Regions from separate parts of the Mus musculus genome. Here all the other regions are linked to region 3. A link is a contact called in public HiChIP or PLAC-seq and promoter capture Hi-C data. All regions are on one chromosome and are shown on one strand. Each heading gives the region's core, a stretch centred on a gene start, on an enhancer-like site or on the middle of the called end of the contact. The rest is flanking DNA. Distances are from core to core; before and after follow the strand shown.

The links. Promoter capture Hi-C pulls out the DNA fragments that hold promoters and counts their contacts. HiChIP or PLAC-seq counts read pairs in DNA pulled down with a chosen protein or histone mark.
Region 1: a contact with region 3 is called in a promoter capture Hi-C map of liver. The contact joins the enhancer-like site here to the promoter of Fbp1 in region 3. A contact is called at or near these places in 7 of 39 promoter capture datasets (the C10 cell line, cranial neural crest, embryonic stem cells and 2 more), 1 of 484 Hi-C or Micro-C datasets (bone marrow-derived macrophages) and 3 of 9 other capture datasets (adipose tissue, embryonic stem cells and macrophages).
Region 2: a contact with region 3 is called in an H3K4me3 HiChIP or PLAC-seq map of stem cell-derived neural progenitor cells, with 3 times the contacts expected there. The contact joins the promoter of Zfp935 here to the promoter of Fbp1 in region 3. A contact is called at or near these places in 2 of 39 promoter capture datasets (both in the C10 cell line), 2 of 115 datasets of contacts at active chromatin or transcription factors (large pre-B cells and stem cell-derived neural progenitor cells) and 1 of 9 other capture datasets (liver).
Region 4: a promoter capture Hi-C map of liver shows a contact between it and region 3. The contact joins the enhancer-like site here to the promoter of Fbp1 in region 3. A contact is called at or near these places in 9 of 39 promoter capture datasets (the C10 cell line, the HPC-7 cell line, cranial neural crest and 4 more), 6 of 115 datasets of contacts at active chromatin or transcription factors (effector CD8 T cells, embryonic stem cells, memory CD8 T cells and 1 more) and 2 of 9 other capture datasets (adipose tissue and liver).
Region 5: a contact with region 3 is called in an H3K4me3 HiChIP or PLAC-seq map of embryonic stem cells, with 17 read pairs. The contact joins the enhancer-like site here to the promoter of Fbp1 in region 3. A contact is called at or near these places in 18 of 39 promoter capture datasets (the C10 cell line, the HPC-7 cell line, the SN4741 cell line and 11 more), 1 of 15 datasets of contacts at CTCF or cohesin (large pre-B cells), 1 of 484 Hi-C or Micro-C datasets (bone marrow-derived macrophages), 6 of 115 datasets of contacts at active chromatin or transcription factors (the SCID.adh cell line, embryonic stem cells and kidney) and 3 of 9 other capture datasets (adipose tissue, liver and pancreatic islet).
Region 6: an H3K4me3 HiChIP or PLAC-seq map of stem cell-derived neural progenitor cells shows a contact between it and region 3, with 5 times the contacts expected there. The contact joins the enhancer-like site here to the promoter of Fbp1 in region 3. A contact is called at or near these places in 11 of 39 promoter capture datasets (the C10 cell line, the HPC-7 cell line, HPC-7-derived erythroid cells and 8 more), 1 of 15 datasets of contacts at CTCF or cohesin (the NIH/3T3 cell line), 2 of 484 Hi-C or Micro-C datasets (bone marrow-derived macrophages and liver), 12 of 115 datasets of contacts at active chromatin or transcription factors (the SCID.adh cell line, T-cell acute lymphoblastic leukemia, effector CD8 T cells and 5 more) and 2 of 9 other capture datasets (liver and pancreatic islet).

Annotation. Positions count from the first base shown.
Region 1 is chr13:63,396,274-63,399,937 of GRCm38.p6, forward strand. Fancc (Fanconi anemia, complementation group C) reads right to left here. Exons shown (of 15, transcript NM_007985.3): 4 at 1,810-1,904. Among named protein-coding and RNA genes, the nearest start is that of Fancc, 34 kb to the right of the region's middle. Within about 2 kb of position 1,343, at least 14 of the 459 cell types and tissues checked have an H3K27ac peak or open chromatin away from gene starts, as enhancers often do. A contact at or near this core is called in adipose tissue and liver, where this site is marked.
Region 2 is chr13:62,465,020-62,468,335 of GRCm38.p6, forward strand. Zfp935 (zinc finger protein 935) reads right to left here and starts at 1,793. Exons shown (of 4, transcript NM_178875.4): 1 at 1,688-1,793. The coding sequence starts at 1,690.
Region 3 is chr13:62,886,276-62,889,929 of GRCm38.p6, forward strand. Fbp1 (fructose bisphosphatase 1) reads right to left here and starts at 2,007. Exons shown (of 7, transcript NM_019395.3): 1 at 1,599-2,007. The coding sequence starts at 1,768.
Region 4 is chr13:63,289,167-63,292,524 of GRCm38.p6, forward strand. The region is part of intron 14 of Aopep (aminopeptidase O); the gene reads left to right. It overlaps Gm16907 (predicted gene, 16907), which reads right to left. Exons shown (of 3, transcript NR_045794.1): 3 at 1-2,293. Among named protein-coding and RNA genes, the nearest start is that of Gm16907, 6.3 kb to the right of the region's middle. Within about 2 kb of position 1,740, at least 9 of the 459 cell types and tissues checked have an H3K27ac peak or open chromatin away from gene starts, as enhancers often do. A contact at or near this core is called in adipose tissue and liver, where this site is marked.
Region 5 is chr13:63,351,828-63,355,488 of GRCm38.p6, forward strand. All of the region lies in intron 6 of Fancc (Fanconi anemia, complementation group C), which reads right to left. Among named protein-coding and RNA genes, the nearest start is that of Mir3074-1, 52 kb to the left of the region's middle. Within about 2 kb of position 1,709, at least 10 of the 459 cell types and tissues checked have an H3K27ac peak or open chromatin away from gene starts, as enhancers often do. A contact at or near this core is called in embryonic stem cells, where this site is marked.
Region 6 is chr13:63,316,422-63,319,776 of GRCm38.p6, forward strand. Fancc (Fanconi anemia, complementation group C) reads right to left here. Exons shown (of 15, transcript NM_007985.3): 14 at 932-1,135. It also overlaps a transcript of Aopep not described here. Among named protein-coding and RNA genes, the nearest start is that of Mir3074-1, 17 kb to the left of the region's middle. Within about 2 kb of position 1,565, at least 38 of the 459 cell types and tissues checked have an H3K27ac peak or open chromatin away from gene starts, as enhancers often do. A contact at or near this core is called in the SCID.adh cell line and stem cell-derived neural progenitor cells, where this site is marked.

The DNA of each region.
Region 1 (3,664 bases), core at 93-2,592, 510 kb after region 3:
TTGACAGCATGCACCACTCTAGAGTGGTGTGGTCACTAGTCTTAGGTCCCCAGTGGGAGAAATTGTTTGAATTTTACCTTCTGCATTAGTGTTAATTTAAGTACCTCTCAGTACTCACTTACCCCAGGCATTAAACAATGAATAAACTACAAAATAAATAGGCTACAATTTTAAAAATAGATGAATAAAGTCATATATTAAATGTGCAACGTTAATCCAGTCATCCCAGAAACAATTTACTACATGGGCTACTCTGGGACTTAGTGATCTATCCAATACAAACTTACACACTAAGTAACTGTTCTTAAAACAGCAAACATTCTATAAAACACAATGATCAAAAAATGAAAGACAATATATTTTGTTGAAGGCTAGGTATTGTTCTATTCCTATAGCTTTTCTCCTCTAACTCGATTCATCAGTTCCTTTCTTCGGTTCTTTACCTGAATTTTTCTTCAAACTAAATTCTGTATTCATTTCTTCCCTTGCCCAATCCTTTCCACTCCTTGTGTACCTTCTCTTCTTCCAATTCAACAGAAAGTACAATACTGTATTTATCATCACCATCACCAATTTTGTCTAAAGGACACATAAAGGAGGTGATGTATCACCTACCATCAATGGGCCAAACCCTATGTACCAATCTACCTGGACAATTTCACAGCCACGAATGGCTCAAAATGAGTGAACCTGGTGGTACTGCATCAGCAAGTCCTCAGGCTGTGGCGTATAGTAGAATAGTAGGGGCAACAGAAAGCAGCAAAAGCAACCAGCCAGATCAGGTTTCCAGCTTGTGCCTGCCATTTCAGAGGAAACTAAGGTGGGAAAAAACCAGGAACCAATCAGCTCTCTGGGCAGCTGCCATGATGAATGATTTTGAAAGCATGAGTAGCAGTGGCCTAGGCATCAACTCTGAGACACAAAAACAGGGCTGGGCTCCACGGATATTAGTTTTGGGTTGTTTGTATTGCTTGCTTGTTTGTTTTTGTTTTTAAAGATTGACTTATTTTATATGTATGAGTATTTTACCTACATGCACATATATGTGCACCTCATACATGCCTGGTGCCATGGATACCCTGGAACTAAAGTCACAAACAGTTGTGAGCTGCCAATGAGGGTGCTAGAAATTGAACCTGGGTCCTCAGCCACTGCTCTTAACCACTGAGCCATCTCTCCAGCCCCTCCAATCTAAACTCATACTTACCACAAAAAAGATTCTGAGAAACAGAGCCATTCTTGGAGAAAATTATGTAAGGACTTAAACTAGGCTTAGAGGGTGAAACAGTGCTTCCAGCAATAGCTGGCAGAAAACCCAGTACATTCTTTTAATCATTACCAAGTATTTTTCGAAACCACCCAGCATGCAGTGGTGTCAGCACTGGGAGGTTCATCATAAGGAGCAGTACTGCAGGAACCAAGCAAACCTGAAATCTAAACAGTTCAACACTCAGGGAAAACCTAACAGTAAAAGGCCACTTGTTAACCCAGAGGTTCTCAACCATCCTAACACTGCAACCCTTTAATACAATTCTTCAAGTTATGCCGACGCCTAATGATTTCATCGCTACTTTGTAACAATAATCTTGCTACTGTTATGAATCATAATATAAATATCCAATATTCATGATATCAGATATACGACTCCTGTGTTCAACCCCCAAGGGGTCACAACCCATAAGTTGAGAACCACTGCCTTAAAACATGACAGACAGAATTGAGCCAATAAAGGGAAAGAAGGGGAGTGGGGTATCTTTAAATCACCACCTGAAGTCAAAGCAGAGCCAGCAGAGGGATTTTCTCTCTTACCCGGATCCACGAGTTAAGTCCTGACTCTGCAGAAGTCCGAGGTTCTTTGTTCATCAGACAACATAAGCACCATATTACAATTTTTTGGCTTTCATCTGCAGAAAAGAAAACTAAAATGAATAGACTTTATCAAATAGGGGAAAAAAAACCCTAAGAACATGCTTAGGAAAACCTCAAGAAACAAGCTCAGCGGAGGCTTTTCTACTTGTGGGCTCAGCTCACTCCAGCTCTTGTGTGGTCAACTCTCTTTCTGCAACAGCAGCAGTTTTTAAAGCCAAACAAGAAGGATGGAAAGAGCTGAAAGTGCTGGGCTCTTCAACATGTTTCTAATTTCACATTTTAAACATCAGTAATTTCAAGCTCTTTAAAGCAAAATAACTACTATCTGTCTATGTTTCTGGTAGCCAAATCTGTTCCAGGTAGAGACTCAGAGCACAATTAGAAAAAAACCTTAACTTTAGAAACTGAAGCTGTTAGCAGACAGGATAGCCACAGCAATGCAGACCCTGTGGTGGAAGAGAGGGGAGGTAGACATACCCAGCCCCTGCAGTATTCTCAAAGACATCCAGAGTTCACCTTTCAGCCTCCTGTAAGCTAATAGTGCTTCCAATGGCTTTGTTATGAAAGGCACTGGACAGGACTAACTACGGAGATCTCTACATTCACTGAGAGCACCCAACCCTTCATAATTTTTAGGGCTTTAAAAACAAGCATTAAGCTTATGCTTTCTCAGTAATTAATAAATCTGAGTAAACTCACCAGGCCATTTTGAGGGGCATTCATTTTTCCCTGTCAGCTTAAATAAAGTACCAGGAGGTGCTGTCTTGCCTAACACACATTAGTTTCCAGACTCATAACTTTCAAAGAATTCTTTAGGTCAAACTGATACCTCAGAGTAAAGATGTGACTGTTGTACTTAGCCTGGTGTAAATACTAAACCACAAGTAACAGACATTCCAGTATGCTTTACTGTGGAATAAGGAAGAATGTAATGAACTAGGAAGCAAGTTTTTAAAAGGGAGTGAGGGAAATGGTAGTTTATGGAACTTAAACTCCAAAGAATCAACAGCAGCTAGGCAGCTTCTCTGAGTGATTCTACACATTTGGTTCAGCAAGTGCATCATTTTTCTCTTCTAAGGAAGAGAGAAAGATCTAGGGACATTCTCCCAGTCTTTGCTCAGAAGTGATGCAGAGATGTACCACTGGCTAATGAGCACACAGCTCACTTTGATGGTTCACAGGCATAACTAAGCCACTGCTGGTTACCTAAGTGCCACTAGCACATTCAGCAGCCTCTCCCCAGAGACCCTAAGACTGGGACCGGGGATCCCACAGAGTGCAGTCCAATAGGATCCACCATCTGATCTTGGCACCCATTTGAATTCTAAAGATGAGTGAAAGGAAAAAGAAATGTGCCAACAAGCATCTACTGTCTAATAGCTCACTTTCTGGTATCATAAACTGAAATTCGAGATAAAATTCTTTACACTTTAATTCCCAGTTTAAAAGTACAAAACAGCAACTTTCTGAGATGATAAAGACTGGCTATTGTTACAGGAATAGATGTTCAGTGAGGATGGGAAGCTCTAGTTCTTAGCCTGAATCTGCTGGCAATGAGAGCCAATGCCCCAGGCTACAGGAAAGGCAGTCTGCTCACCAGAACAGCGTCACTGAGGAAGGTGTACTCACCCTCCATCTCCAGGTCCTTCCTCTCCCCTCTCACCCTCGGTTTTCACCCTGATCAAATGACTCTTTCCATCAAGAAGATATTTACTCACAATATGGGCAACAGTACATGAGTTAACATGGAACTGTGAACAATTAACTGGATATCATCTAGTTTAACTATAGAGAA
Region 2 (3,316 bases), core at 543-3,042, 420 kb before region 3:
GGAAGAATTATGGGGGGGGGGGGTGACTGGGAGGAAGGCAGTGAGCAGGATGTAAATTGAATAAAGAGAAATCGGTTTATTAAAAAGCAGGGGAGTGCTTTTATAGTCAAGCTCAAGGCCTAGGTACATAGCATGTGCTTACAAAAGTGGAATCTTTTTCAGTTAGTAACTTAGTTCACTATCACACAGTTAACAGAACATACCAGGAACACTGGAATCCATTTCTGATGTGGAAATCACAAAATTACAAATGAAGAACAAGTCACAAAAAAAAAAAAAGGTGACTTTTAACTTGGAATCTAATTTTAACCTTAATATTAATTTGTAAAAGAAAGAAAAACTGGAGTCTGCAAGCCTATCACAAATACAATTTTGATTATTTCCTGTGTTTGAGATAGGGTCTGATACAGACAGACAGCTGACTTTGATTCACTAATCACAATATAATGTATAATAAATATTAAAAGTATAATAGATAGCAGGATGTATGCGCTTTTGAGCAAATACTCCTAGCATCAGAATCTTCTATAAAAGAGAGAGATGAGAAGCCATTTGGTGTTGGTCTGGTTATTGGTAAAGGAGAGTGATTTTGAAAAATTGCAGGCTATTCCCTAGCAGAGATAATGACATAAGAAGATAAAGTTAGGCCAGGCAGTGGTGGCGCACGCCTTTAATCCCAGCATTTGGGAGGAAGAGGCAGGCGGGTTTCTGAGTTCGAGGCCAATCTGGTCTACAGAGTGAGTTCCAGGCCAGCAAGAGGTATACAGAGGAACCCTGTCTCAAAAAAAATCCAAAAACAAAACAAAACAAAAAACAAAAAGCACTAAAAAGAGAAGATACAGTTAGATCTCACCCCTACGTGCAATGTGAGCTGCGGAGAGACGTAACCTAACACACAGCTTCTCAACACTCTGAGCTGAAGTAACTGTGCAAGTGGATTAGACATATCTGCAAAGGAGTCCCCTCTAGTTGAAAATTCAACATACATTGGAACAAACTAACCGCTCAAAAGTATAATAATTTGTATTATGAATTTATGTGAGTTTATCCATATTTGCTTGTGTAAAAGTCTTTTCTACTGTGAGGGTGGCTCTCTTCTCCTGGTTTAAGAGAAGTTTATTGCTCCAAACTTCCCCCAAGCTTATCAAGCAAGAGGCATCTGGACAAGAGGGAAAGGCTCTAGCAATGACTCCTTTACTTAATCACCCACTCCCTTTCCTTAGAGAACTTTCATAGGAAACTTTTTAGAAGAACTTGGAAATAAAGATTAAAGACATGTTTAAAAGTGTCCCACTTTTCTTCCTGTGACTTCAACTAGCAGCTGGAAGTTAGAGCAGCCCAGTTTCTGTGGAGATAGAACAAAAGCTACTCACTTAATCCCCTGTCTTTTTAAGAGGAGGCTCTAAATACCAGAGATCGCAGCGTCCAGCCTTGCCTCAGAGGAACTCGGGCAGGTCAGCTTCTGCTGCAACGCGACTGAGACTTAAGATAGGCAAACGTCTTAATACTAAACAGCAACCCTAAACATCCCTGAAAACCAAGTCTTGTCACCTCAGACACTCTTCCCCCTCCACTGCCTGAAGAGGAACCAAGAATGGCCAGGGCTGGTCCCCTGCATCCCGTCACCCCGACTCCAGCTTCTTAGACCCCTGCTCCTTCCGGTTAAGGGCAGTGGTCACACGCTCACCATGTCGCCACGTCGTAGATCGCTGGCAATTCCCTAAGGCCCCTGGCAGCAGAGATTAAAACAAATCAGACCAAGCTTTCAGCCTGCTCGAAACGGAAAGGAACACAGAGCACCGGAACAAGGCACACGGAAGAACACGCCTCTACTTCTATTGCCCTGCCTATCCGGAGGCCCTGATTGGCTAGTGAGACTTGATTGACATGAGCACCTCCCTTAGGGTTACAGTGCGCTGAAGGCACACAGCTTAGGGCTTCCCAGCTCGGGTTTCTTATCCAGATGCTGACCCTTTTGAGATCTGCAAGACTTTCTTTCAGTCCTGTCCAACAATAGTCTATCTTTCTGTCATCCAGAACTCAGCAGGAATTTCTTCTTCCTGCTCCTCCAAGGCCGCCGCCGGTTCTGCTTCTCCTCGCTCCGCCCCCCTCCTCCACCAAGGAATCAAGAGCCACACCTTGCACAGTACATTATTCAACTTGGAGCAGAATGAACTATAGGTTCCAAGGATAATTACAATTAAAGAGAGATTTTTAGGACATAAAATGTGATGTTTGCTTCTCTCATTTTACACTGACATCAGGAAAATCGCAGCTAATATGCAATTGCTACAGATGAGACTCCAGACAACCCTGGGAGAAAAGCAGGGGATGGTTGCCAATCACTATGGAGCACTATTGTTAGCCAGCACATCTTCCTACGTGGGAAGGTGAAAAAACATATCTGTATTAGTAAAGGTTTTCCAGATGAACAGAACTCAGAGCATGGATATCTTTAAGTATGCAGAAAGTGGATAGATAAGAATGGCTCACAGAATGTGGCCCCACTGGTAAATCAATGACTGTACCAACGGAGATTTGAAGAAAACAGTAGTGCCTTTATGTCTCAGCTGGTCTTTAGTATTTTTCAGCATTCCAAAGATGGAGCCTTAATGCTAGAAAAATAAAGAGACCTTGCTGGCCAGTATGTGGGAAGAAGAGAAAGAGAAAGAACTACCATCTTCAATATCCTTTATATATGTAGGCTCACAGCAGAAGTTCTGGCCTAGATTAATTTTTTTTCTACTTAACCAAAACCTCCAGAGTAAATAAGGGTTTTCCCATCTTAAATGGTGAAAATAATAAAAACATTCACAGTGCCCATCTCTTTGGTTTTAAGTAACTGAACTCCTGTAACTACAGTCATTTGAAATAATTACATTGGTGGCAACATCAGTTAACAGGAAGTTCAGTTTTTATCCAGATTCTTTCTTTTTAGATTTATATATTTATTTTTTATGTATATGAGTACACTGTAGCTGTACAGATGGTTGTGAGCCTTCATGTGGCTGTGGAGAATTGAATTTTTCAGACCTCTGCTTCACTCTGGTCAGTCCCACTCACTTAGTCCCTGCTTGCTCTCGCCCAAAGATTTATTTCTTATTATTATTATACATAATTACACTGTAGCTGACTTCAGACACTCCAGATCTCATTATGGATAGTTGTGAATCACCATGTGGTTGCTGGGATTTGAACTCAGGACCTTGGGAAGAGCAGTCAGTGTTCTTACCTGCTGAGCCTTCTCCTCAGCCCCCTTTTCCAGATTATTAATTGCCTGGGCTGCAGACCAGAGTAATGACCAGTCAAGGTGACT
Region 3 (3,654 bases), core at 757-3,256:
ACCCTAGGTCTCTCTGGGGTTGTGGCAAGTACCAGTGCATTTTTAGAATAATGTAAGAAATGGCAACTGTCGTCTCTCACAAAACCCCCAGGTTCTGAGAGAGCTAAATCCTTGAGCTGTAAATTTAATTTGAAGTGAGACTTTTACCTGAGTGTGCTGGCTGAAAGGCTCCTTAGGGCTAAGAACACAGCGAAACAGTGAGGGAGTCATCACTTCTAATATACATGTCCCTAGCTTTCTCTAGTAAGGCTTAGCCTTGCTTGGCATCTAAAGTAAACATCACCAGGTGTTTTACGCTTAAGGATTATCCACCAAGCCTCACAGCAGAACCAGAGTTTTTCAGAAATAAATGCACACATAGCTAACACAGGCCACACTGTTGGAGGAGCATTTAAAAATCCATTTCAAAGGATTATATGTTCAAGTTAGCTACAAATCTCACATATCAGTCTCTCATTGCTCGTAGGAAAAAAATTTTTTTAAGTATGATATTTGTTAAGAAAGTATACCGATAACCTGAAAACCCAGGTTCCATTCAGTTGTGTGAAAACCAGTTAGGTCCCAAACATGTTGCTCAGGCCAGAACAAAGTACAGAAGTGTTGTGTAGTTTAAAAAATGAAGGTGTTCTGAGACTCCATGTTTCTTCATTTGCTCCTACCTACAGTACAAAATATGGACCATAGCATTAAAATCACCCACCATGCCTTGAATCCCCACTCAGGAGGCAGAGGCAGGTAGATAACCCCTGAGTTCAAGGCCAACTTGGTCTACTCACAGTGAGTTCCAGGACAGTAGAAGCTACATCGTGAGAACCTGTTTCTAACCCTAACCTTACATAGTGGACCTACATAGTGAGACCATGTCTCAATAAATACATAAACTTCTTCTTCATCTTCTTCCTCCTCCTCCCCCTTATCATCATCACCATCATCTACCACAGGGAACTTTTCTTATTCAAGGAGGGTCTGCATAACAAAGTCCCCAGATGGTTCAGGGGAAGGAGATTGGATTCTTGGCTTTATCAAAAGCAGTCTACTACTTCTGCTCTGTCTTTAAGCTCTTAATAATTGGGCAAGATCTGCTCCTAGCATTAATGCAAACAGGGAGAGATTTTGGTGCTCAGGAGGTGAGTCTACAGCTGGCTCCAGAAAGAGGGAGCGCCCGGAATACTGTGTGGCGGCTCCCTTCCAGACTGATAAGTGGTGGGATACTCTTTATGGGGCTTGTCTAGGTTAGGGATGATACTGAATTAGAAGCTGAATTTGGGATTTCAATTTCCAAGGAGAGTAACAGAGGTTAAAAGAGAAATGGGGAGAAAGGCGCAGGTATTGGCACTTTAGAGAGTCCCGGGTGGGCAGCTGGTAAGTCACTCACTTATACCAGGAATCTGGGAGGAGCGAAAAGGAGAGTTGAGACCAGAAGAGATCCGGCAATTGTGCACCAGGAGAAGGGAACGAGGGCTGTGTGCAGCAGAGCAGAATCTTAACTGTCAGATGCGACACTGGCAACCAGACCCATCAGGACCCAGCAGGGGTCCAGAGAAGCAGACCCCAGTCGTTCTAACGGATAAGATGCGGCAGCCAGAGGCCTAACTCACAGCTGTGCGATGCCCGCCTGGCGCACCGCAGACGAGATGGCTTTGATCGCGGTGCAGAGCGAATTCAGCAGCTGGGTCAACTCCCCCGTGCCCTGAGCCTTCCTGCCCTGCTCCATGACGAAGCGGGTCAGGGTGCTGATATCCGTTTCGAAGGGCGCATGGTTCGCCATTGCTGGGGTCTGGCGCAGGTGCTGGCTAAAGGTGCTGACTAAAGGTGCAGGCAGGTGGAGCCCACAGGTGATAGTCACAGCGGGAAGACTGAAAGCCGTTCAGTGTCTGCAGAAACTCAATGAACTTGAGTCCTGGGGGAGCCTATAGTCTCCAGGTCTCCGCCCCCCTGTCCCAGGAAACACCCCCTTGCTCCCTTCCTCTACCAACTGCCATTCTGCCCGCTGGCCAAGGTCCTCCTAGCCTCTCCCTCCCTCCGTTCCATGCACCCTCCCCTAGATGCCAAGCTGACAACGCTACTTCCTCCTCTGTTGCCCCACCGCCCACCTTGCCTCTGGGCTACCTGCATGGTTATCTCCTCCAATGCCCGCTATAACCTGCCAGAGAGGAAGGCATGATGGACTCCTCCTCCCATAACCCTTCCCCCGTCCCACCCACCCACCTGCTTAAAATACTAAGCAAATTCAGGGAGGTTGAGTAACTAGTTCAGGGAAAGCCGCACTTGAGCCTGAGGTGGCTTGGTTTCGATCCCTACCCACTGCTCTTCCTGAACCATCACTGTCTCTTCTGACCCATCTCCTGGGAAATGGATTCTCCCATCCACATCCACTCTGAATCCTTAATTGTTGCCTCCTCCCAGTTTCTAGAGTTGGAGAACTGTTGGGAACCTTAGTTTCTAAGTGTCTTCCGCAGAGAAAACTAATGCAGACACAAACAGCTATTCTCTGAAGTCAGGCTGTTCCGCAGCCAGCGTCCTTACCCGTGCCTGTTCTAGCTGTCACAAGTCATAGGCTGATTTGTAGAACAATTAATTACTGAGCAGGTACTGTGCACCAGGACACCGGCTTTCTTTGAGGTCAGAGCCCAAGGAGTACAAACTCCTGCCCTTCTTGAGTGTAAGATTGACAAGTAACAAAAAGAAACAAAAACATACCATGGATCAGTTTGCTACAGGAGCCACTTTGGCATAGAGAATCATGAAAAGAGAAAGATAAATAGAGAATGCTGGGAAGAGTAAACTGGGGTGTCAGGGAAAAGTTCACTGGGAAAATAATATTTGAGCAAAAAGCTGAAGGATGCAAGAGAAGAACCAGAGTGGACTTGTCTGTGGGACTGGTTAGCCAGCCAGGCTAGTGCAATCAGCTAGCACCAAGCTTATCAGAGACCATCTCTCAAAACAAGGTAGACAGTGCCCAAGGAACAGCGCCCAAGGCTCACATGTGTACCCGACAGCCACACAGACACCAGGAAAGAAAGGAGAAAAGAGAGAGAAGGATGATATTATGACAGATCTCACAAACCATAGCAAAACACTTGTGGGTTCTATTCACAGTGCTGGAAGAACCTGTGGAGGGTTTTAAGCTGGAAAGCTATGACTTGCTCTGTTCTACATGATGAAGGAACAGACTGCAGAAGGTCAAGAGCTGAAGCTGGGAGAGCTAGCAGCGTGCCTTCCATCTAGCCTGTTTGTGTTCCCTGTCTGATGTACAAAGATTGCTATCAAACTGGCTTGAAGCTTCCGGCCCTGCCCTGGGCCCACTGCTCCTTGGCACTCTCTTCCAGGATCACCCTCTCTGGGCACACTGCCTCTTGGCATGCCCTCCACTGCCACCCCCTTTTTCTCAAATTCCTCTTCTTCACCTACCTGCCCCACCCTGTGCTCCAGTGACTCATTTTCTTAAGAAATGACCCTCTCCTCCCTGAAAAAGACAATATTGAACAGTCTGATGGTCACACCAGGGTGGGATGGAGGATGCTGAGCCATAATACAGTAGCAATAATGAGCTCAACAAAGTCCACAGAGATCCCTGAGGCTGAGATGGCCCTCAGGGATCTAAGCTGGCTTCACTGGGGTAGTCAAGATGCTACATACCAGGTTCACATGTCA
Region 4 (3,358 bases), core at 490-2,989, 400 kb after region 3:
TCAGCTATCTTCCCAGTCTCCACGAGTCACTCCTAACCCTGGCCTAGGAATTTACTAACATGTCTGTACAGCAGCAACTGAAGTAAGGTCTAATTCCCTTTATTAGAAGAACAATCTCGGAGTTCCAGTCCTCTGGGAACAGCGAGCAGTGAGGGAGAGGAGAGGGGGAGCAGTAGAGTAAACCAGATGCTGAAAGTTCTGTGTGGTTCTGTGTGGCTCGTGCACCATAGCTGACAGCTCTTTGCTGGCAGTGCCATCAGCCTGTAGTCCTGCAATAGCTGTGCCTCTCACCACCAGTGAACCCTCTTTAAAGCAAGAAAATCTAATTTAAGCACACAAATTGAAAAAGCAGGGTTGTTTATTGCAGTGTAGACTTATTAACTTATAAGAGCCTCGAGCCTTCGTCTTTCTGTTTACAGATATAAAATGAAACTCCAAATGAGGTTTAATGGGCTTCCCAGATCATGTTCCCTGTACAGATTTTTTTTTTCCTTTAGCAGTAAATTTCAAAATCAAAAGGACTGAGAAAGAAAGGGGCTTCCTGTCATAAATAGGATGGGTGGTATTCTTCAAAGCATTTTATAGCTTCCAACTGTGCATTATAATTTCAAAGTCCTTGAAAGCATTCTCCGTTTGCAGCAGCGTTGTCCATTCAGAAGCCTGCTGCAGGCAGACACTGCGCTTGGAGGCAGGCCAGTGGGATCAGTGGCCTAATGTCTTGCTTTCACCAGCTCGCCACAGAACCCTGCAGCATTGCCACCTAGCAACACAGCAGCCAGCTTGGTCCACCTGTTGGCCTGCCTCAACCCTGGTTCTGCAACAAAGCTAAAGGATTCTAACTGTTACAAACGTGACATGAGGATTTAAGTTGCTGTATCTGTCTGTAAACACTGAGGTCCCAGGTTTTTCTAATAGTTATATATGGAAGTTTGAAAAACACAAAGAATGAGTCAACATGCAGTAGTAAGCAGGCTCGGGGGAGGCTGGGGTCCTCCTTGATCTTACCAAGTAGGCACTAACCACTGAGCTACAGCCATAGCACTGGGAGGGGGAGGGGTGTCAATGGCTGACTCCTTGAAAGGCAACTTCATGTAAAACACTGGTATGTGTATGCTAGGCAGCTGTTAGTCCAGCAAATGGCTCAGATAATCAATCACCTTGTAAAGAGAACAGGTTGCTTTTGGCTCAGGCTATGGTTCCAGCCCCTGGGTGGTTAGCCCCATGACTTTGGGTCTGTGGTAGGAGCATAAAGCAGGGCAGACCCACACGCCTACAGCCAGGAACCTTTTGCTCTTGCTGGCTGCACTCATTCTCTCTGCGCTGGCATCACCCTCCATGCCTGGCCACCGCAGCACTGGATCAGCCCCTGTACTGTTCCCACAGACCAGTGAGATGCAGGATCTCCCCTTTAATAATCCTCAGAATGAATGCTGAGCCTGGAATTGGAACTGCAGAGACAGCAATAGGACTTGGGGGGTTGGGACCAGCACTCAGGGCTACTCTGCATGTCATGCTGGGTCCATCCTAAGGTTTCAGGGGTTCCCACCTGGATGTCCGTTGACATGGTAGGTTTGGGGAGGAAATACTTGGATAGCAATGTATGATCTAGGTCAGTACACCACATAGTCTGTTCTGTAAACAGTGGTTTAAGTAATGAGCTGTGTCTGCCCTGTTCTTCAGGGGCAAAACCAAAAGGGCAGAGGACCAGTGGTACCCTGCATCTGGCCTTGAACAGAAAGGCTGTGTCAGGGCCTATGGTCAGAGTAGAGGGATGCTGACACTGTTGTCCCCTGGTTGGGAGGAGAGCTAGGCTAGGTATCAACTGTTTCCAGAAGAGATCTCTGATGGTGGTCAGGTTCGTAGCCCGGAATTTGAGGCACAGTTCAGGAATAGAAGTGGCTTTCTAAGTGGCAATGCTTTAAGACTGTAGACACCAGAAGAGCAGGGTACCTCTGTGGTGTTAACAAGTGAAGAGCCTTTCAGCTCCGAGGGAACTTCTGGTTCACAGTAACCTTGTACATGGGACAGAATTGCCACATAGCTGGGGTTGGTATGAGTCCAAGTGAGTCCTCTGTACAAATGGTCTTGAAAATTCCCAGAATTGTGCGCCTGGATGTACTTCCCAGAGGTGGTGTGAGCACCCCAAGGTCTTGTCTCTTCCTCCAGCGGTCATCCAGGCCCCATATTCTCTTCTGCAACCAGGACTCGATGGCCAAGGCTAGTTGGTCTTAAGCTGTGTGGTCCCCACCAGTGCCTTCTCTCTCCTGGATCCCTTCTTGCTCACAGCCATCACCTGGGTTGAGAAGGTCACCTCGTTAAGTCCTGCCCTGTCATCTGGGCACACATTCCCAGGTGTTACCTATCTCCAAAGTCTCACAGATTCAATAGTCAACTTTTGTAGTAGATGAGAAAACGACAGAAGATTTACTATGTGGAGTCTCCTGAAGTATCTATATAGTCTCTTGGGCATGGCCCTCCACCTTCTAGGAAGGCCACACTCTTCGGGCCATTTGGTCAGTTTTCCACAAAATAGCAGGACACAACATTTATTTACTATTGTTAACTACTAGCATTAAAACAATAATAAAAACTCAGTGTGTTGCATATATTGCATATGGGAAAATGTTGAAAAAAAGAACTTATTTGTGTGTACACGTTTGTACATGTTCTGGCATAAGCTATGTGTGTATGTGTGCCTGGTGGAACCCCTCTGGCTCTTCCTTCCCCCAAGCCTATGGAGCTAGCTGACCCTACAGTTTTGGGAGTGGATAAGCCATAGCCCATGTTTGTCTGGCTGACTATGGTCCCAGGACTCAGACCTATTGCCACAGCACATCCTGGTGGCAGTCCCACTGTAAGACTCAGCGCTGTAATGTGAATTACCTGGCAGGTTTAGTTGTCTGGCCTCAGATGCAGTTCTGACATGAAAGCTCCTGCAGGCCTATCCTCCATGTGCCCTTCCTCTCATCTGTTCCCAACCAATCGAGCACAAGGAGCACTGCTCACAGAGGTCCCTGTATTGGTGCAGGCCCTGAAGGACTGCAGAGTTCTGGAGTCCATTTCTGGTGGGATAAGCGGCACCTCTGTGTAAAAACCCACATTCTAAACAGAGCATCCTGGAAAATAGTTTTTCTAAGGTTTTTCGGAGTGTGTTTGTGTATGTGTGTGTGTGTGTGTGTGAGGTGGAGTCTTACTATGTAGTCCTGGGTGGCCTGAAATATTCTATGTAGACTAAACTAGCCTCAAACTTGAAGAGATGTGCTTGCCTCTGCCTCATGACTATAGGAATTAGAGGCATGCACCATATGCAACTTTTTGTTACACACCTATGTATCACAAAGAATCAACTTACAGCCGG
Region 5 (3,661 bases), core at 459-2,958, 470 kb after region 3:
ATCAGAACCTTGGAACTAGAAACAGCAGGAGTGGGCCACAAACTTTCTGGTTCATACCTGAATCAACAAAATTGTACCCACTTATGAAAACATACCTGTAATTATTCCTTTCATTAGTATAACTTCAAAAGTTCAAGTAGCCAAAGAACCCCAAACACCATCCCAAATGAAAAAGCTATTCTGTTCTCTTTGGCTACTCTAAGGGACTCCACTCAATGTTAACTTTTCATTGCTAGACTATTTAAAGTTCAACTCACAGTTTCAAAATCTTCATAAAAAGGAGACTGATGTCCTGAGTTCAGAAGCAGAGATGGTAAAAATTTAGCTTTCTTTAGAGAAGCTGATAGAGTCATGTGACCAAGAAACAAAATCAACAATTCAATTACAGATATTTATATTCTTTATCCAGGTCTCTGCTATCACAGCTACAAGGTGTGATGCTGTGAACCTTGCAAGAGTCATCTCAAGGTATAGTCCTGTGGCTTGCTGTAGAAAGCTGGGAGGCTAGAGACAACCATACAGGATGATGGCTCTAGCAATATGTGCTTAGCATCAAGCCTTTTGCAGTTCACTTCTTACACAGAAGTCGTTTGGAGTACTGCTCTGGCAACTAGTCACAGCCTAACACTTACTGTAATGCTGTCTGGAAAGCTACATAACTCCCTCTTGAACTGTATCTCTAGATATCTGACAAGCCTCAGGCTGGATCCACAAATGCCATGAACTTCTTCAGAGGGATATCTATTGCTTGCCTGTATTTTGATAAGCCAAGCTCTACCTAATTTTATAGTAGACTTTTAAATTTTGTTGTTGTTGTTTTGTTTTGTTTTTCATGACAGGGTCTCTCTGTGTAGCCTTGGTTGTCTTAGAACTCGCTCTGTAGACCAGTCTTTGAACTCAGAGATCTGCCTGCTTCTGCCTCCTGAGTTCTGGGATTAAAGGTGTGCTCCACCAATGCCAAGTGACTTTAAAATTGTTAAGGAGATGCCACGCTCTCCGGTCGAGTCAGCTTGACAGGCTGAGGCTTGGAAGCTACTCACGAGGCAAAAGAGTTTCACGGAAACTCACTCCTGGAGTCTGGTGTTCTCTCTAACCCATACATTAATTTTCCATTCCCGCGTTAGTCTAGTGGATGGATCCACATGCTCTCTTTTAGTATTATCCTATTATAAGTGCTTTTTAAGATTGAATTCTGACATAGCTAAAGCCTTCACCAGTGTTCCAACAGTCCTAAGAACATCTTTGAGCAAGACCATGGGCTTGGAATTCAGTAAGAATGTTGCTATTCAGTGACATTCAGAATAGCCTCTGGTATTACACTATCACTTTGATTAAAAGCTAAGTCACTCCCCTACACAGGAATTTACCATCACCAAGGAAGAAGGAAGTTTCAGACCGAAGGAGAAACCAGAATAGATACTTAGAACTATAGCTGAGTTACACCCATACACACACGTATTTACAATGGCCTAAGGGGAAGGTGGACTATACAATAGACTAAAATAGGAACTATGGCAAGGGCACGAAGCCCTTGACCTTGGCTTCTAAGATTAAGTGAATCTTAGGTGGAACCCTTGTTGATCCCAGCTGTTAACAATGAATTCTATCCCAGGTGGTCCTTGTTAGACTTTCTGTGTTTGCATTCCTCTGTTTTATGTAAGAATCCAGTAACCTCTTTGTACCTTGCAAGTGTGCCACCCAACTTCCTTATTGTCTCTGTATAAAAAGTCTGATGCTCCATTTGACATTACATTCAGATTCTACACAACCTCTCCTGTGTGCATCTGTCAGTCAATTCATATGACGCTTTGCCCACCCGAGACTAGAGACCCGTTCCAAGCAGACAAAGGGGCCCAGAGGATCTGTGGCAAGGAGATTTATCATGGACCTCTTCTAGCCTTACTTGAAAATAACCTATATCTTCCTGAAATCACCAACACTTAAAGAGTATCCCCAGGTGATAGTAAAACCCTCATTATATCAACCTTTCAAACCATCATCTTATCAAAAGATCTCCACAACTTCCACATCTTACAAAATTAAAACTCTTTATCAACCAAGAACTCCTGCCTCCCTTCCTCCCAGCCCATGGCAAACAGAATTCTACCTTCTGAGAGACTGGCTACTCTGGATATTACAGGTGAGCGGAAGGCAGCATTTGTTCTTGGTGGTTGGCTTATTTCATTGTGTAGTGTCAGATGGACCATGTCAGAGCACTCAACAGGGCTTTCCTTTTTTCTTTCTTTTTTTTTTTTTTAAGGATGATAAAAATTTAGTTGTGTCTATGCCATGCTTTCATCTAACAAGATGCATAGAGGTTACTTCTATCCCTTGGCTAGTATGTAAAATACAACCAACATAGGTTTGCAAATTATCTTTTCAATTCTTTTGAATATATAAGCAGAAGTGGAAGTGGCCATGCAGAAACTCCATTTACTTGCTTGTTTAAGACCAAGTCTCATGTAGCCACAGCTGGCCTTGGACTCTGGACCCTCGGACTCCCCCCTCCCAAGTGCTGAGATCACAGGCATGCAGCATCACACCAGATCTATTTTTCTTTGTGAATGAACCACTATGGCTTGTGTACAGTAGCTATGCCACAATGCATTCTCACCAGCAGTGCATGATGTCATTTCTCCACATCATCATCAACACAACACAACACAACATACTAAAGCTATCTAACGCTTCCCTCCCTTACTACTACTACTACTACTACTACTACTACTACTACTACTACTACTACTACTTCTTCTTCTTCTTCTTCTTCTTCTTTTTCTTCTTCTTCTTCTTCTCCCTTTTTTTTTTGGAGACAGAATCTTACTATGTAGCTTTAGTTGGCCTGGAGCTCACTAAGTAGACCAGACTAGTCTCAGAACTCAAAGATCTGCCTGCTTCTATCTCTTGAGTGCTGAAGTTAAAGATATATACAATACTACATCCAGCCTCCTTACACCTTTATTTATATAAACTGCTATGCAGTTCTGGTTTGCATTTCCCTGGTAATTAGTGGTACTAAGCTCTGTATAGATCTACTACTCACATATCCACCAAAGATATCAACTAACCCTGTTTTCTTTGCATAGATGTGTATGACTGTGTTGTCCGTAGATGGCTAACCTTATAAACTGATTTGAAAGTGTCCCCATCTTCTCTAGGAGGTTGGCAGAGTTTAAAAGAATTTTTAACTCCTCCAGTAAAGCCATTTATTTGATCTTTGGGGTTTTGTTGGGAGGCTTTGAACACCTGACTTAATCTGCTCATATTTTTACTTTTTAAAGACTTGCATATTTCTAGAACAGCCTCCAATTCTAGACTGTCCTAGTTGTTGGCATACAGCTGTTTAGTGATATCTCACAGCCCAAGACTAAGTCCTGCACACCTCTCTCAGTTTTGATTTTTTTATTTTTTGTTCTCTATTGTTGATGGCTATTCTAATCTGCTGCCTCTTTCTAACTCAGGTTTTTTTTTTTTTTAATGAATATCCTAACTTTTGCCACAACCTGCAAGTGCTGGCATGTGGCATGTTCACTGTCATTTCTCTCAAGGTAATTTTCTAAATGTATCATTTCTTTGAGCACTAGCTGCTTTAAAATGTATTGATTTACATATTGGTAAACTTTCCAGTTTTACTTCACAGTGATCAAAATGGACAGTTGAT
Region 6 (3,355 bases), core at 315-2,814, 430 kb after region 3:
ACCCTGTACTTTGATATCCTTTGATGCACAAGTTTTAAACTTTTGTGTAGTCCAATTTATCTGTCTTTTCCTTTTGTTGATTTTGGTGTCATACTCAAACCGTCACTGCAAGGTCTGTGTCATGGATGTGACTCACTTCTGACTGACCCCTTTACAAAGCCATCATGCCGTGTGTGCTTCTACAAGAGTCTCTAACTAGCGTTATGGTTTTGACAACTGTCTTTCCAAAAGACTCATAAGCTAGGTTTGACGCCTGGCTGGTAGTACTATCTGGGAGGCTCTGGAAACAGTAGGAAGCAGGGACTATCTGAGGGAAGTGGGTCACGGGGAAGTCCTTAGGGATGTTTGGATCCTGTGTTTTCTGTGCACCCTAGGTAGACAGTCACTGCCACACATTGTTGCCACAGGGATCTGCCTGACCATGGGTGGGCCCAGCACCACTAAGCTTAGTGAAGTAAAACACTAACTCTTCTTGACTCCTCCCTTGTAGCTGTTTTTCTCAGATTTTGTCACTGCAACAAGAAAACTGATATACTAAACAATGCTTTCTCTGAAGTAAGCTCTGACCTGTTACAGTAGCACGATGGCTACTAGGAGCATGTTGTCCCTGAAGCTGGACTTCTCGCCCCAGGACATGGCAGAGAGTGACCATAACATGGGATGCGGGGCACCCAGCTCTCAGTGTGGGTGGTGCCAGCAGCGCCTGCAAGTGTGCCTACAAGGTGACATCCTTTCTGCAAGCATGCCTTCTCCTCCACATACCTCTGTACAGCACAGGTGGGCTCTGGGTCTGTGCTGTGGCCTTGTGGATCTCCATATCCTGGGGCAGCATCCTGGGCCTGTGATCTCAAAAGTCGGACCCTTAAGGAGATAATCTACCTCCACGAAGAGAGTGAACTGAAGTACAGGTTGGAAAAAGAGAGCAACTTACATGGGTGACAGCTTCCCAGACAATTGCATGGCCTTCTGGGGTCCAGAGCAAGAGACTAAGAAGAAGGCGTCTGACCAGCTGTCCACATACAGGTGGTCTGGGGTCTCCACTGGGACTCTCAGCTGCTTCCTGCAGATCAGTAGCTGAGAGGGGGCCGCTTCTGAGCAGCATCAGGAGACGGTTGATTAATACCTTCAGCTCCACCTGGGGAATACAAGTACAGCGGCTTGAGACATTAGAGAGACTCAGGACATAAGAGACTCTAGGACTGACTTGATGCTTTCACGCTCCAGAGAGAGAAACAGCCGGGTACCCAACACACTAGTTCACACACAGCTCCATATAAACCTAAATGAACGTAATGGAAATTTCCTGCCGTTCTTTCATCTTGCCCACCAAGGAGCCAGGGCATCATGCCAGCACCTGACCTTTTTTTGTATGGAAGGAAATGAAGGCAAGTCCTCAGCAGAAGGTAGTCAGAATTTTCTTACTGTGGGAAAAATGCAAACGGCCCCTTGAAGACCCCTGACCATAAGCCATAATCAATTAGAGTCCCAGGCCCCACTGGGCGGTGCTGATAAGAATGCAGGGCTGCCCCTGCCTGGGCTATGTGAGGGAAGCACAGGCCGGGCACACACAAGCTCGTTTGTTTTGTTGTAAACACTGGGACAGTTGTTCCTACAAGTCACAGCTTAAGCAGAGGGCACAAGGCTGTGGAATCCACATAATAACAGTAGTTGTTCTAAGTCCGTGGGTTGTTTTTGCATAAAAAATATTTATTTCATGCTGAGACTCCTGCTTGTTTCAAGAGTGGCCCATTGCTGTGTTTCACAGAAGCCCAGAGCTTCTGAGGCAGATACAGTGTAGAACATCACATCCATGTTCTGTCCTGTTCAGAGAATTCCCACAACTGACTTTGTGGGTCTCTGAGAGCTGCGTCTAACCTGCAAGTTCAGGTCCAATCAGTGCCACCTGTCTCAGACAGCAGCCCACAGGAGTTTTGTGTGAGATCTCTGGACCACAAGGGTAACCATGAGAAAGGTACCACAGGACTTTCCCACTGAGAGGATCAGTTCCTAGGGTGGCCACCATCTCAGTTGATAGCATCTGGAGAAGTCTCACCTTTCCCCTCTTTCTGATCTGCATACCCCAAACTCAATCCTGTTTGTCCACATTGACTTCCCTCTCATATGCCTTCTGAGTCTAGAAGCTTCTATAGGGGAGATGTGTGTCTCTGAAGTGAAAGATAAGCCTTTTTTCTTCATAACGTATTTCCATTCTATATTATAAAGATTTACTTTTGCTTCCTATGGGAAACACGAGGAATAAAGAATGGGAAAACAGTCTACCACTCAGCATCATCTGACAGACCCAAGCAACCTATGCTCCACCCATTGGGAGTGGCTGTTACTGCTCCTCTCTCACTCTTCCACAGTGTGCCATGCACAGCTGACATGCCTAGCACACCTGGCAAAGGGGCTCTTCCTGATAGTGTGCTAGTACATGGCTGGGATACAGCACCACTCACAGCACACAGAGCTCAGGCTATGTCAGCTCCTGTAGCTATGGACTCTGCTTTGATGTCCATCAATCTGCAAGCAGCTTTGTGTGAACCTCTGCCTCTCCAGGAAGATTCTTACAAGTGACAGGACAGTGTCTGAAGGGTTTGAGTCCCCGACTAAGCCCAAAAGTACATTAGATACGACTATAGAAAAAGTCATGATCTGATTCAGTTAGCCAAAGCAGAAGAACACAGTTGCAGGTGTTACCCAAGAAGGACAAATATGCTTTTGTACCACAAGTATAACCAGCAGAGGAAACTGTCGCATAGCACTTGCAGCCAAGTGACTAACCATGACTTAACTGCTGTAAGTTAAAGGCACAAACACCAGCAAACTCCATAATCCAACTATGCCTGTGTACTGTGACACAGTTCAGCCTGGATTCAGTTTCCTGCTGACTATAAAGGAGTTAAAGCTCCCAAACCCAGCTACACAAAATGCCTGCATTAATACTTAGGAAGACACCTTCCTGGAGTGTGGCACACACCAGCGCCTCTGCTCAGACACCAAGGCATCAGTAATGGGAAACTCTGGCTTCTAGGACTAGGCAGTGGCTGCCTCTGAGTGACCAGCTAAGGAGTAAAGACAGAAAACAGCGAACTCCTCTGAATGGAGAACCCTGCTTTTATTCATATGTCTAATCACCCCGTATAAGACCAAGGTGTATTTGTAAAGAACGAGAAATACTCCGGAATCCAGGCTAGCTAGCAGGAAAACGCACCAGTGAAGAACTGTCTAGAAATTAAGTCCATTTTAAAAAGAAAGAAATTAGTTTGTGTACACACATGCACACACTTGGGCAGTCGGGTGTACAATGCATCTATGGAGGCCAGAGACAACTTTAGGAGTTAGTTCTTGCCTT